Linked DNA regions of Sus scrofa: all the other regions are linked to region 1. A link is a contact called in public HiChIP or PLAC-seq data. All regions are on one chromosome and are shown on one strand. Each heading gives the region's core, a stretch centred on a gene start, on an enhancer-like site or on the middle of the called end of the contact. The rest is flanking DNA. Distances are from core to core; before and after follow the strand shown. Region 1 holds the start of PHRF1 (PHD and RING finger domain-containing protein 1). Region 2 holds the start of RPLP2 (ribosomal protein lateral stalk subunit P2). Region 3 holds the start of PGGHG (protein-glucosylgalactosylhydroxylysine glucosidase).

Region 1 (3,768 bases), core at 304-2,803:
TCCGGTGACACCCAAGGGGTACTGTGCTGTGCCAGACATCCCCCCCCCCCACGAAGGTTCTCTTCTGAGTCCCTCGACTCTCTGGCACCATCCATTCTTCCTTCCTGCAAAGTCCCTTCCAGAGCCCATAAGATCTAGTTATTTCTCCAGGCCACATAAGCAAAAGGAACAGAACAGCCCTCGCCCGTGGGCGCATTCTCAGCTACTTCCACTTTTGTTTCCCTCCCACTGGGTGCTCCTCTCGGGCTGACTGCTCTCCTCACATTCTCCTTAAACTCCCTTCAGCTGCCCGCTACCACCCCCCACCCGCGCTGCCAGGGACCCCCACTTCAATCCCCCCAGGCGTTCTTCTTCATGTACTTCTTCCCCTGGCTTCAAGAAACTTTCTTTTTCCCCTTTTTAGCTGGAATCTCACATCCAACCCCTCCGAAAATCCTCTTCGGTTCTGTCTTCACAACTTACGGAAGCTAATCGCTCCCCACAGCTGCCACCCCCCGCCCCCTCCGGCACCACGGGGGTCCCCGAAGTGGCCTCCTGACTGGTCCCCCGGCTCTGCTCCAGTCTGTTCACCCGCTGCCGCCCAGGGGATCCTCTAAGTCTGCGCCTGTCGCCCTGTTTAGGACCCTCCAGTACCCCCGCACCCCGGAGCCTCTGGCCGCTCCCCGCCAGGGCCCAGCCTCACGGGGCCTCCCTTCTGGGGTGCCGACAGCTTCTCTGCGCTCTCCCCGTGGCTGCCCCTCTCCGTCCTCACGTCTTGGCCAGGTCCATCCTCCCCAGCTAACTGCCATCAGCAGTCCTCCCGGCTCCTGAGCTCCGGATTCTCTCCGCTCAGCTTTATCTTTTTATCAGCACGAATCAGCACCTCACACACCCCGCGGTGTAGTGATTCGCAGCGTTCATTGTTTACTGTGTCTGGACTGGACAGGGCGCGGGGCTGGGGGCTCGGCCTCGCTGCGCCCAGCGCCGGGAGGAGCCCGCGCTGACGCTCCGTCAGTTTGGTTGGCGTGAACAGGAAGTGCACAGCTGCCGGTTCAGGGAGCGCCCGCAGGCCAACTAGGCGGTGGTCTCCGCGACTCGCGCTCGAGGTCCGGGGTGGGGGCTCGGGGTGGGGCTCGGGGCGTGAGGGCGGGGCCCGTGCTGTGGGCGGGGCGGGGACACTGCGTGGGCGGGGCCTGGGCTGTGGGCGGGGCCCTAGGTGTGCCAGGCGGCCGCTCCCATTCGCCCTGGGCGGCGGGCGGAGGGTCGGACTGTACCAGCTCCTCGACGGGGAGGACGTCAGGAGCAGCCAATTAGCGAGCGACTAGGCATTACACGTTCTTCCAGGAAACTGGTGTACCTGGAAGGCGATAACTCATTAAACAGTATTTCCAAAACCTTGAGGTCCCTGAGCGCAGGGAGCGGCTCCTTCCTCCACTTCAGACCTTTCCTCCCCGTCCTGGTCCCAGTGGTTCCGGCCAACGGGCGGGGCGGGAGGGTCCCGGAAGCCGGCATTTGCACTTCCGGGTCGAGCAGCGCGCTTCGGCGGCGGCGGCGGCGGCGGCGGTGGCGGCGGCGGCGGCGGCGGCGGTGGCGGCGGCGGCCAGGCCTAGTCGTGGCTCTCGGTCGGGCGGCGGCGGCAGCGGCGGCGGCGAGCGCCCGGGAGCGGTCAGCAGGGCGCGAGGTTCTGGGTACGTGCGGAGGCCGTAGCGTCCCGGGCCCCTGCCACGTCCCGGCCGGAGGGCCGCCCTGGGCGCCGCGCGCTTTGTCTGCGGCCTGCCCCGCGGGGTGAGGCCTGCGCCGCGCTGGCCCCGGGCGGGCGGCGACGGGGACCGGGCCGGCGCGGGAGGCCTCGTGCTGAGGGTGGGAGGCCCCGGTCGTGCAGGCGGGCTTCCGGGGCTTCCAGCCCCCGGCCGCGGGGAGCCCTCCTCTTCCAGTGACACTTGCCCCTGCGTTGTTGCTCTCCGGGCTCTGAGAGCAAAGTGTGACCCTTCTCTAACTCGTTTCCAGCTTGTCATCATCGTTGCTTCTGTCGACTCTTTTTCTACAGGCCCATGTGGCTGACGGATGGGTTCCCGTTCCTTAACCCGTGTGGTCTTCACGAGCCCCTCGGGGTGGGTTTGGGCCGCCCTGTTTTCGTAGATAAATGGACTGGAGCCCGGGGAGATTAACTTGCCAGCGTCACACAGCTGCTGAGTGTTGAGCCAGGGCACTGTGTTAACCTAGGCCCTGATTTGGCCCCTGCCTCTCTGAACCAGGCTCGTGCTGCGTCGTTCCCAACTTTGGAGTCTGTGTACTTCTTGCTTCTACGACAGCAGAGTCGTGTCGTGTCTGCCCAGCAAGCCACATTTTGGCCAGTGGTCACCGGGACTGAAGCTGAAGTGAGGTTTGACTTGGGGCTTAGCGCCCTCTCCTCTCCCTCCCTGGACCAGTTGGTATTTTTTTCTGTCAGGAACAGTGTTGAGTCAGAGTGGCAACAGCTGGCTTCCTCTTGCACTAGGCTGGTGGCATAGGTCCTGACAGGGCCAGCCTGGCTTTAGTTCTCTCAGCAGCCCCCAGCCCGGACTTTTGGTGTCTACCTCAGCCCTGCAAGGACCTGTGGGCGCTAGCATTTTGACTTCCACTGCAGCTTACAGTTTCGAGGTCTTGTAGCTTCTGCGGCAGCTGATGAATGGAAAGCGAGAGCTGGCCAGGTGTGAGATGTTGGACTCGGCCACCTTGCTCTGGGCACGGTGATGGGCACTCTGGTTCAGGCCCCGGCACAGTTGCCAGTTCCCACACCAGAAGTTCTTTTGGTTCCTCAGTAATGGTTGGTGCAGGGGCTAAGAGAGGGCAATGCTCTTTATGATGTAGAATTTTCCCCTAATTCCTCCAAATCTGGAGGCTGAGCAGGAAGCCAGAGAGCACTCACCACCAGCACTGTGGAAGGGGGCCAGCAGCCGGGAGGGGCTGGGGGCTTTCCTGCAGAAAGGGCTTCCTGGCCCCTGGTCTGGAACGTGTGAGCAGAGGTGGGGGTGGTGAGTCTGGGCAGGCCTGTCTGAGCTGGCGCTGCGGGTGGGGTCAGTAGGTCCTCAGCTCGGGGCCCCGCTCCCCAGTCTTTACAGAGGAAGGGGTGCTGGGGGTCGCAAATTATGCTTTCCTCCTTAGTGTTTATTTGCACAGGTGCTTGGCTCTGGGCACTATGTTCAGAGGCTACCTGGTTTCCCTTCCCTGGGTGCCACCAGAAGTCACTGTTGTGATCCTGTGGGAAGGGGTGCCCCTCACCCTCACGGGCTTGGGGTGTAAGGAGGCCTTGGGAGGTTTTCCTCTCCAGCTGTGGCGGAGAGCACGAGGCTCTCAGGACTTCACCTCGCAGGTATAGGGCCTCAGCTCAGCCTTGTTCCTCAGCTGGGGTTTCTGGCAAGCCCCGTGTGCTGGCCCATAGTGCCCTACCGGCCTCTCCTGACAGCTCTCCGAGGCAGGCCCTGCCAGTGTCCCTTACAGACAGGCCTAGGCCTCGGTGCCCAAGGGAGAAGCCGGGGGTCGTTTGTTTGTACTTTTGACTCTGTGCTGTGCTCTGCTGTCTCCTGGGTGGCCCGGGGAGGGGATACATCTTCTTAAGTTTTCCCCGGGAGGTTCACGAGTAGGAGAACTTGCCTCCTTTGGGCTGCGTGACCAGTGTGCTGCAGGGGAGACATTAGAGCAAGTGTCCCGGAGTGACGCTGTGGAGCCCAGTCACAGCTCGAGGCCGAGCTGTAGGTCCTCTTACCTTCAGAGGCACTGCAGCCATTGTGCTCATGGCAGAGGTCTCAG
Region 2 (3,450 bases), core at 576-3,075, 170 kb after region 1:
TACAATGTGGACAAACCTTGAGGGCCTTATGCTAAATAGAATAAACGATACACAAAAGGACAAATACTGTGTGATTCCACTTACATGAAGTCCCTAGGGCAGTCAAATATGTAGAGACCAAAAGTAAAAGGGTGGGTGCCAGGGGCTGGGGAAGGGGAATGAGGAATTATTGTTTAATGGCTATGAAGTTCAGTTTGACAGGAGAAAAAAGTTCTGGAAATGGATGGTGGTGATAACTGCAAAATAATGTGAATGTACCTGGTGCTACCAAATTGTATGATTAAAATACTAAGTTTTGGAGTTCCCGTCGTGGCTCAGTGGAATCGAATCCAACTAGGAACCATGAGGTTGTGGGTTCGATCCCTGGCCTCGCTCATTGGGTTAAGGATGCGGCGTTGCTGTGAACTGCGGTGTAGGTTGCAGACGTGGCTCGATCTGGCATTGCTGCGGCTGTGACATGGGCCAGCAGATGTAGCTCCGGTTCGAACCCTAGCCTGGGAACCTCCATATGCCCCCGAGGTACGGCCCTAAAAAAGCCAAAAAAAACACACACTAATTGTTATGTATTATTTTTCCAAGAAAAAATAAGTAAAAACAATCACGCCACACCACTTCCCTGTGGGATTGCAATATGGTTTCCCCGCTAGATCGTAGCTGGATGACCTTGAGCAAGAAAACCTTTCTGGGAGTGATCTCCTGTCTATATAATGCGGGTACTGTGTGACTCGCAGTAACAACCCGGGTGTGATGCGTTACACTCGAGGGTTCTCCTTGTCAGAGCCTACTCGGACTGGCTGCTGCCTCTGAACCCATCTCCGACCCCTTTAGGGCGTTTGCATCGGACACCTCCCCCCCCCCCCCGCGCGCGCTGTGGCCTGATGCTCGCCCCAGATCTTCGCAGCGTCGACTCTTCTCGTCCTTCAGCCCCCTGTTACCGCCTCTTCCTCAAGTTCTATCTCAGCCTAGGACTGCCTCCTTTACTTAGCGTGTCCGCGAAATTAGAATCTAAATTCCGCGGAAACAAGGCCGCGCCTGCTCCCTCTCAGGACTGACGCCAGCCTGCAGCAAGGTCCCTGACACGGAGGAATGATTGAGTGAAATGTGCTAAGTCCGCGTCGAGGAACTGAGCTCAGTTCCAAGACAACAAGGCTAGGTCAGGGGAGGGGCACGAGGGCGGGGGCACTCCTGGCTCCGCTCCTCCGGGAGGCGGTGGCAGGGCCTCCTAGCTTCGCCTGCGGCCCCCGCCATAACACTGGAGGGAGCAGCGGTTTGGTCCCATCACGGGGCCCTGCCGGACAGCGAGTTCCAGTCTCTGGGGCCGGGAGCCACCGGAAAGCTGGAAGCGGGGCAGGCCAGACGAGCAGCGCAACGCCCGCGCCACGTGCGACCCGCGCAGGCAGCGTCCCACCAGCCCTTCCGGTAGCCGTGCACCACGGGACTAGTAGTTCTCTGGCCACGTCGGCTACCCCCCCCCCCCGAGAGTCCCGGCGTGGAGGCCGCGCTGCATGTTGGGAGATGTAGGCGGCGCGTGGCATTCTGGGAACCCTGAAGGGAGAAATACTGCACTTCGAGCTTGCGCCCTGATTCTCCTCGCTACCTCCAGGGATTTGGGAGACTCCCTCCCCATCATACACATGAGGGCGGCCCGGGAACTGCCCTTGGCCTCTGTGGCGGCGACCGCGGGACAGGATAGGATAATGGCGCCTCCTGCGTCCTCATTGGTTGAGCTCCGAGTGACGTCATTCGAAGGCGCCCTCAAAGGATGAGGCGTGCAGTTCCCGGGGGCTTCTGGGTAGTGGATTACCCCCGCCCCCCGCGCCGGCGTCTTCCTTTCTGTCCCTGACGCCGCCGAGGTCGCACGCGCGAGGCCTTTCTGCCGCCGCCGAGTGAGTTGGGGCGAGCGGACCGGGTGGGGGTCGCGGGCCGGGTTGGGGCTGAGAGCGCCGAGGAGGTCAGGCGGGGCGCGGCGCAATGCTTGGACCGGCCCTCGGCGAGGTCTCCGGCCCGAGTCAGCGTGGCCGCGCGCGGGCCAGGGGCGGGAGGCCTCCGGCTAACGCCGCCACCCTCCTCGCGCTTCAGGATGCGTTACGTCGCTTCCTACCTGCTGGCCGCCCTCGGGGGCAATACTTCTCCTAGCGCCAAGGACATCAAGAAGATCCTGGACAGCGTGGGCATCGAGGCGGACGACGATCGGCTCAACAAGGTAGCGGCCACGCTGGGGCCCGAAGCTCCCAGCCGCCTGTGTGTTCAAACAACCGGGCTTCCTGCTACCCGACTCGCTCTTCTTGGGAAAGTGTAGTTTGACGTGCCCGCGGTTTTTAGGAGGCCTCTGCCAGCCCGTGTGGTTTTGGGGTCCTTTGGGCGAATTTTTACGGCCCGAGAGAAGCAAGGGTTCGGTGAAGTAGCGTCTCGGGTAGCACGGTTCAGTGGGGGTCCGAGGCCAGATGACTGAAGCTCCTGTCCGGCTTTTTTGTTTTGCTTTGTTTTCTAAGTGAAAGTGGCTAAGTCTTTCTTAAGTTTTCTTTGGTTTCACCCAGTTCTTGACACGTAGGGAGCACTAGTTTCGCTGTGTCGTTTCTTTTAGCAGTTGAAGTTACCTTTCTTGCTGTGTGTCGAGAGGACATCTGTATTGGCAAAGGAAGGGACAGACTCGGTCTTTGTAGCTGTGCAGGAGATTCTCTGAATCTCACAGAGCGGGGGCTAGGTCTCTGTGGTCACGGGTCCTGCACGGCAGTAAGCTTGAGGCCGCCAGCGCAGGCTCCCATGTGCAGCATGTGTGTTGCCTGTCGAGCGGGTAGGTGGTGCTGGCGGGGGTGCGACTGTGGGCTCCTGGTAACCTTGGTGTCATCTCCTCTAGGTCATCAGTGAGTTGAACGGGAAGAACATCGAGGACGTCATTGCCCAGGGTGAGGCTGCATCCAGGCTTCGGTTTTCACGGTCCATCCTAATCCCTGCTGGCCAGCCTGGTGCCTGCCAGGTTTCGCTTGTGGACCAGAGCACCCTAGAAGCCTTAACCCAGAGGAGTGAGCAGGGTTTGGTGGCTCATGCCTGGGCGCTTCTAGACACCCTGCAGAGGGGGGCTCGTTCTCACTGGGCCCCTGTAAACAAGCTTCCCCATTCTCCCTGGGTGGGAGGCGTTGGGAGATGGGGGGTGCCGGGGGTGATCACAGGCCCCTGCCTTCTTCCAGGCATGTGGTTTATAGGGACATCAGGCTGGAGCTGGTGGGGAGCTGTTCCTGTTCTGGATACCTGACAGGGCGAAGCCAGCTCAGCAGATGGCCTTGTCCCTGAGCTCAGTGCTGGGGGTGAGCATCTGGACCCTGGAGCAGTGGACCATCTGCCTGGTCATAAAGGTGTCGTCCACCTTAGCTCCAGGGTGGGCACTGTGGACCTGCTGCCCCGCTCTCACTTGCCCTTTCTGGTTTCCGTAGGCATTGGCAAGCTGGCCAG
Region 3 (3,321 bases), core at 528-3,027, 240 kb before region 1:
CTAACAGCTGGTCTGAATCTTTCCTTTCGTCTTAACCCGACTGAATGGGTTGGAGTTGTAGCCCCCATTTCACAGGTGAGGAAACTGAGGCTCAGAGGAAGAGCCTGGCTGCAGGAAGCTCCGAGGTGAGCCTTGGCCTTGATGGGCAGGGCCAGCAGTGGACAGCCCCTGAATCCTCAAGTCTTCTCTGCTCAACACTGCTGGCTCCAGGCAGCTCCGGAGATCCCAGCCCGGGTGGGAGGGGCCCTGGGAGTCAGTGCCTTCACTTTCCCAATTTCCCTGCCATGATCCATTTTCTTTTTTTTTAATTTTTATCTTTTATTTTTTATTTTTGGCCACACCCATGGCATGTGGAAGTTCCCAGGCCAGGGATCACACCCGCACCAAAGCAGCCACTTGAGCTGCAGCAGGGACAATGCCAGCCCCTTAGCCTGCTGAACCACAAAGGACCTCCCGCAATCCATTTTCAAATCCAGTTATTCATTCACAAAACAGATAAAACTTCTGCCCTCTTCGAGTGCCTTCCAGGCGGCAGACAGGGGCTGTGGAGGAAGGGAAGCAGGGCTGGGGGTGGAGCCGGGGGTTCCTCTGACCGTGAGGAGTCTGGGGACATCCAGGTGAGGATGGGGCGTGTGGGGCGGACGGAAGTGAGGGAGCGGTCTCAAGGTGCCTTGAAGAAATGGCAGTGGAGGCCGTGGAAGGGCCGTGACAGGGCGTGGCTTTGCCGGCTGGGGCGTCTACAACCTGGACTGCGTGGCTTGTCCACAACAGAAGTGCGTTTCTCACAGTCCTGGAGGACAGGCAGTCCAAGGTCGAGATGCCCGTCCATTTGGTGTTTCCTGGTTGCGGGTGGCTGTCTTCTGGCTGTGTCCAGCCAGGCTGGAAAGAGAGCAAGCTCTCGGGCCTCTTCTAAGGGCACAAATCCCATTCTTGACAATTTTTGAGCTAATTATGCCCCAAAGGCCCCAGCTCCAAGTACCTTCACACTGGGGGTTAGACTGCAACAGATGGACACACCCCGTCCCTGACTAAGTGCACACTTAGAACAGTGCAGAAGCAGCAAGGAAGCCTGGGTGGCAGCAGTGGGCTGGGGGAGGGAGCCCTGGATGGCTCATCCTGCCGCTGAGATGGGCACCACTGCACGCTCCTAGCAGACTCTGATCCCTCACAGGGTGGCTGTGGCCCTGCTAACAAGGACGGTGAGGGCCAGAGCAGGACTGCACCGACCCAGGAGGACCTCTAAGAGGGGATGGTGAGAGCCAGCCTGCTCTGGAAGGGGGCCTCCTGGACGGATGTGAGTGTGGGGACACAGGGCACCTGAGCAGCTGGACAGGTGAAGTCACCATTGCCTGTGCTGGAGGAGGCCACAGGAAGAGCAGGTTTGGGGGACACATCTGGCTGGACAAGCAGACAGCATCGTCATCTGGGTCAGATCAGGGCTAGAGAGACAAGGGCCAGACGGGGCAGGGGGACAAGGAAGGAGACAGAGACTGAGAGAAGAGGCTGGGGAGAGCCAGAAAGCCGCCCTGAGAAAGGCAGGAGGGTCTCCGGCACCGGGGTCTCCAGCCTGCCCTCTCCGTCCAGGAGCCAGGGAGGAATGGGAGCCGGGAGAGGGGCCACCTCAGCCGAAAGCCCCAGGGCCCTCTCAGATCCACCCTTTGCACTGGGCTCCTCCTGCGGGTTCCCCCAAGCCACGCCCAGCAGGTCCGTGACCCACCGGGCGGCTTTGCAGGCGGGGCGGCGGAGGCTGCATCCTGTCCCGCCCCAGGGGTGGGGAAGCGCTGAGGCCCGCCCCGCGAGGCCCTTGGACGGGGACCGCGGGGCCTTCCGGCTGACTCGGCCGCTCGGCTACTTCTCTCTCCAGTGGCGGAGGGGTGGCGCTGACCCGGCTGCAGCCCAGGGACCCACAAGGCTGCGGTGAGCCCCAGAGACCCCCACCCCAAACTCCGTCTGGCTTCCTGAGGACGAGTCCCCTGGGCTGAAGTCCCCTCTCTTCCCACCAGCAGGACAGGGCCGTGGCTGCGCCACCTGGAGAGAGCTGGAAGGGTTAGGATTGAGGTCCTCAGGTGGGAATCTGGGGACTCCGTTCGGTCCCTGGAGATCAGTACTTGGGGGTGGGGGGCGGTCGGCGAGCATCTCAGGGTGAGGGTGTTTCCTGAGGGGGCTTAAGAGTAGGAGGCCTGGAAAATCAGGGCTGCCCAAGTGGGCCCACACCCCTCCCTCCACCTGTGAGTGCCATCAGCCAAGTTCCAAGGCCGGCTTTGGGGTTTAGAGGCTGTCAGAAGAGAGCAGCCCAGCCAATTGTGGGGCCCTCTGACTCCCCCTTCTCTAGGCCGCTCCACTGAGCAAAGTGTTCCATGGAGGATGCTGGCAGGGACCCCACCGTATTCACTGCCCATTCTCTGCCCAGTGACCCCCGCCTCTTGGCCACCGTGACCAACGCCTACTTAGGCACACGCGTGTATCATGACACACTGCATGTGAGTGGCGTGTACAATGGGGCTTCGGGGGAAACGCACCGGGCCATTCTGCCCAGTCCCCTCAATGTCCAGCTGGAGGCCCCTGCAGGGGCAGGAGAGCAGCTGATCAACACCTTCGCCCTGGACACTAACACAGGTAGCCCCCGCCTACCGGGCCCCACACCTCCCACCACTGCTCCAGGTGAGTGGGAGAACCGCCAGGGGCCCCGTCCTCACTCGGGACGGCCGGCTCCCAAAGAAAGAAGGCCCTGAGCAGCCCCTTTGTGAGGTCTTTAGCCGGCGGGCCTCCTGAACGGCCAGGAGCCTGGGGCCTCCTGTGTGGCTGTAGCTCCCGGACGGCAGTTGGGGCTCCACTCCCAGCTCAAAAAGGTGGCAGCTTGGGACTGTCCTCGGCGGCCCCAAGCTGGGTGGGTGAATGGCCCTGCCCTCCCCTCCGTCCTGCCCCAGGCTCCTTTCTGCACACCCTGGAGGGCCCCAGCTTCCGGGTTTCCCAGCGCATCTGTGCCCACCGCGTGCTGCCTCACGTCCTGACCTTCAGCGTGGCCATCACCCGCCTGGCTGCGAGGAGCTGGCCCATCACAGTGCGGCTGCGGTCAGCCTTCTCCCCAGAAAGCCCCGACCTGGACCTGCACCTGGGTCCTGACTTCCAGGGAGCCCGGTGAGGAGGGGGCAGGGGGCGGCCGGGTGGCGGGAGGTGGAGCCGGTCCCTGAGACACAGCCATGCCCTTGCAGGTACCTGTATGGCCACACGCTCACCACAGAGCAGCCCGGGGGTGCCCAGCAGGAGGTGCACATGCTGTGGACACCAGTACCCCCAGCCTTGACCCTTGGGGAAGGGGAG

Evidence for each region. HiChIP or PLAC-seq counts read pairs in DNA pulled down with a chosen protein or histone mark.
Region 2: a contact with region 1 is called in an H3K27ac HiChIP or PLAC-seq map of alveolar macrophages. The contact joins the promoter of RPLP2 here to the promoter of PHRF1 in region 1. A contact is called at or near these places in 1 of 5 promoter capture datasets (liver) and 1 of 2 datasets of contacts at active chromatin or transcription factors (alveolar macrophages).
Region 3: an H3K27ac HiChIP or PLAC-seq map of alveolar macrophages shows a contact between it and region 1. The contact joins the promoter of PGGHG here to the promoter of PHRF1 in region 1. A contact is called at or near these places in 1 of 5 promoter capture datasets (fetal skeletal muscle) and 1 of 2 datasets of contacts at active chromatin or transcription factors (alveolar macrophages).

The regions. Positions count from the first base shown.
Region 1 is chr2:338,983-342,750 of Sscrofa11.1, forward strand. It overlaps PHRF1 (PHD and RING finger domain-containing protein 1), which reads left to right and starts at 1,554. Exons shown (of 19, transcript XM_005652789.3): 1 at 1,554-1,667; 2 at 2,235-2,357.
Region 2 is chr2:506,066-509,515 of Sscrofa11.1, forward strand. RPLP2 (ribosomal protein lateral stalk subunit P2) reads left to right here and starts at 1,826. Exons shown (of 5, transcript NM_001244866.1): 1 at 1,826-1,886; 2 at 2,080-2,203; 3 at 2,858-2,906; 4 at 3,432-3,450. The coding sequence starts at 2,081.
Region 3 is chr2:97,477-100,797 of Sscrofa11.1, forward strand. PGGHG (protein-glucosylgalactosylhydroxylysine glucosidase) reads left to right here and starts at 1,778. Exons shown (of 15, transcript XM_005655041.3): 1 at 1,778-1,917; 2 at 2,007-2,066; 3 at 2,333-2,616; 4 at 2,928-3,138; 5 at 3,213-3,321. The coding sequence starts at 2,358.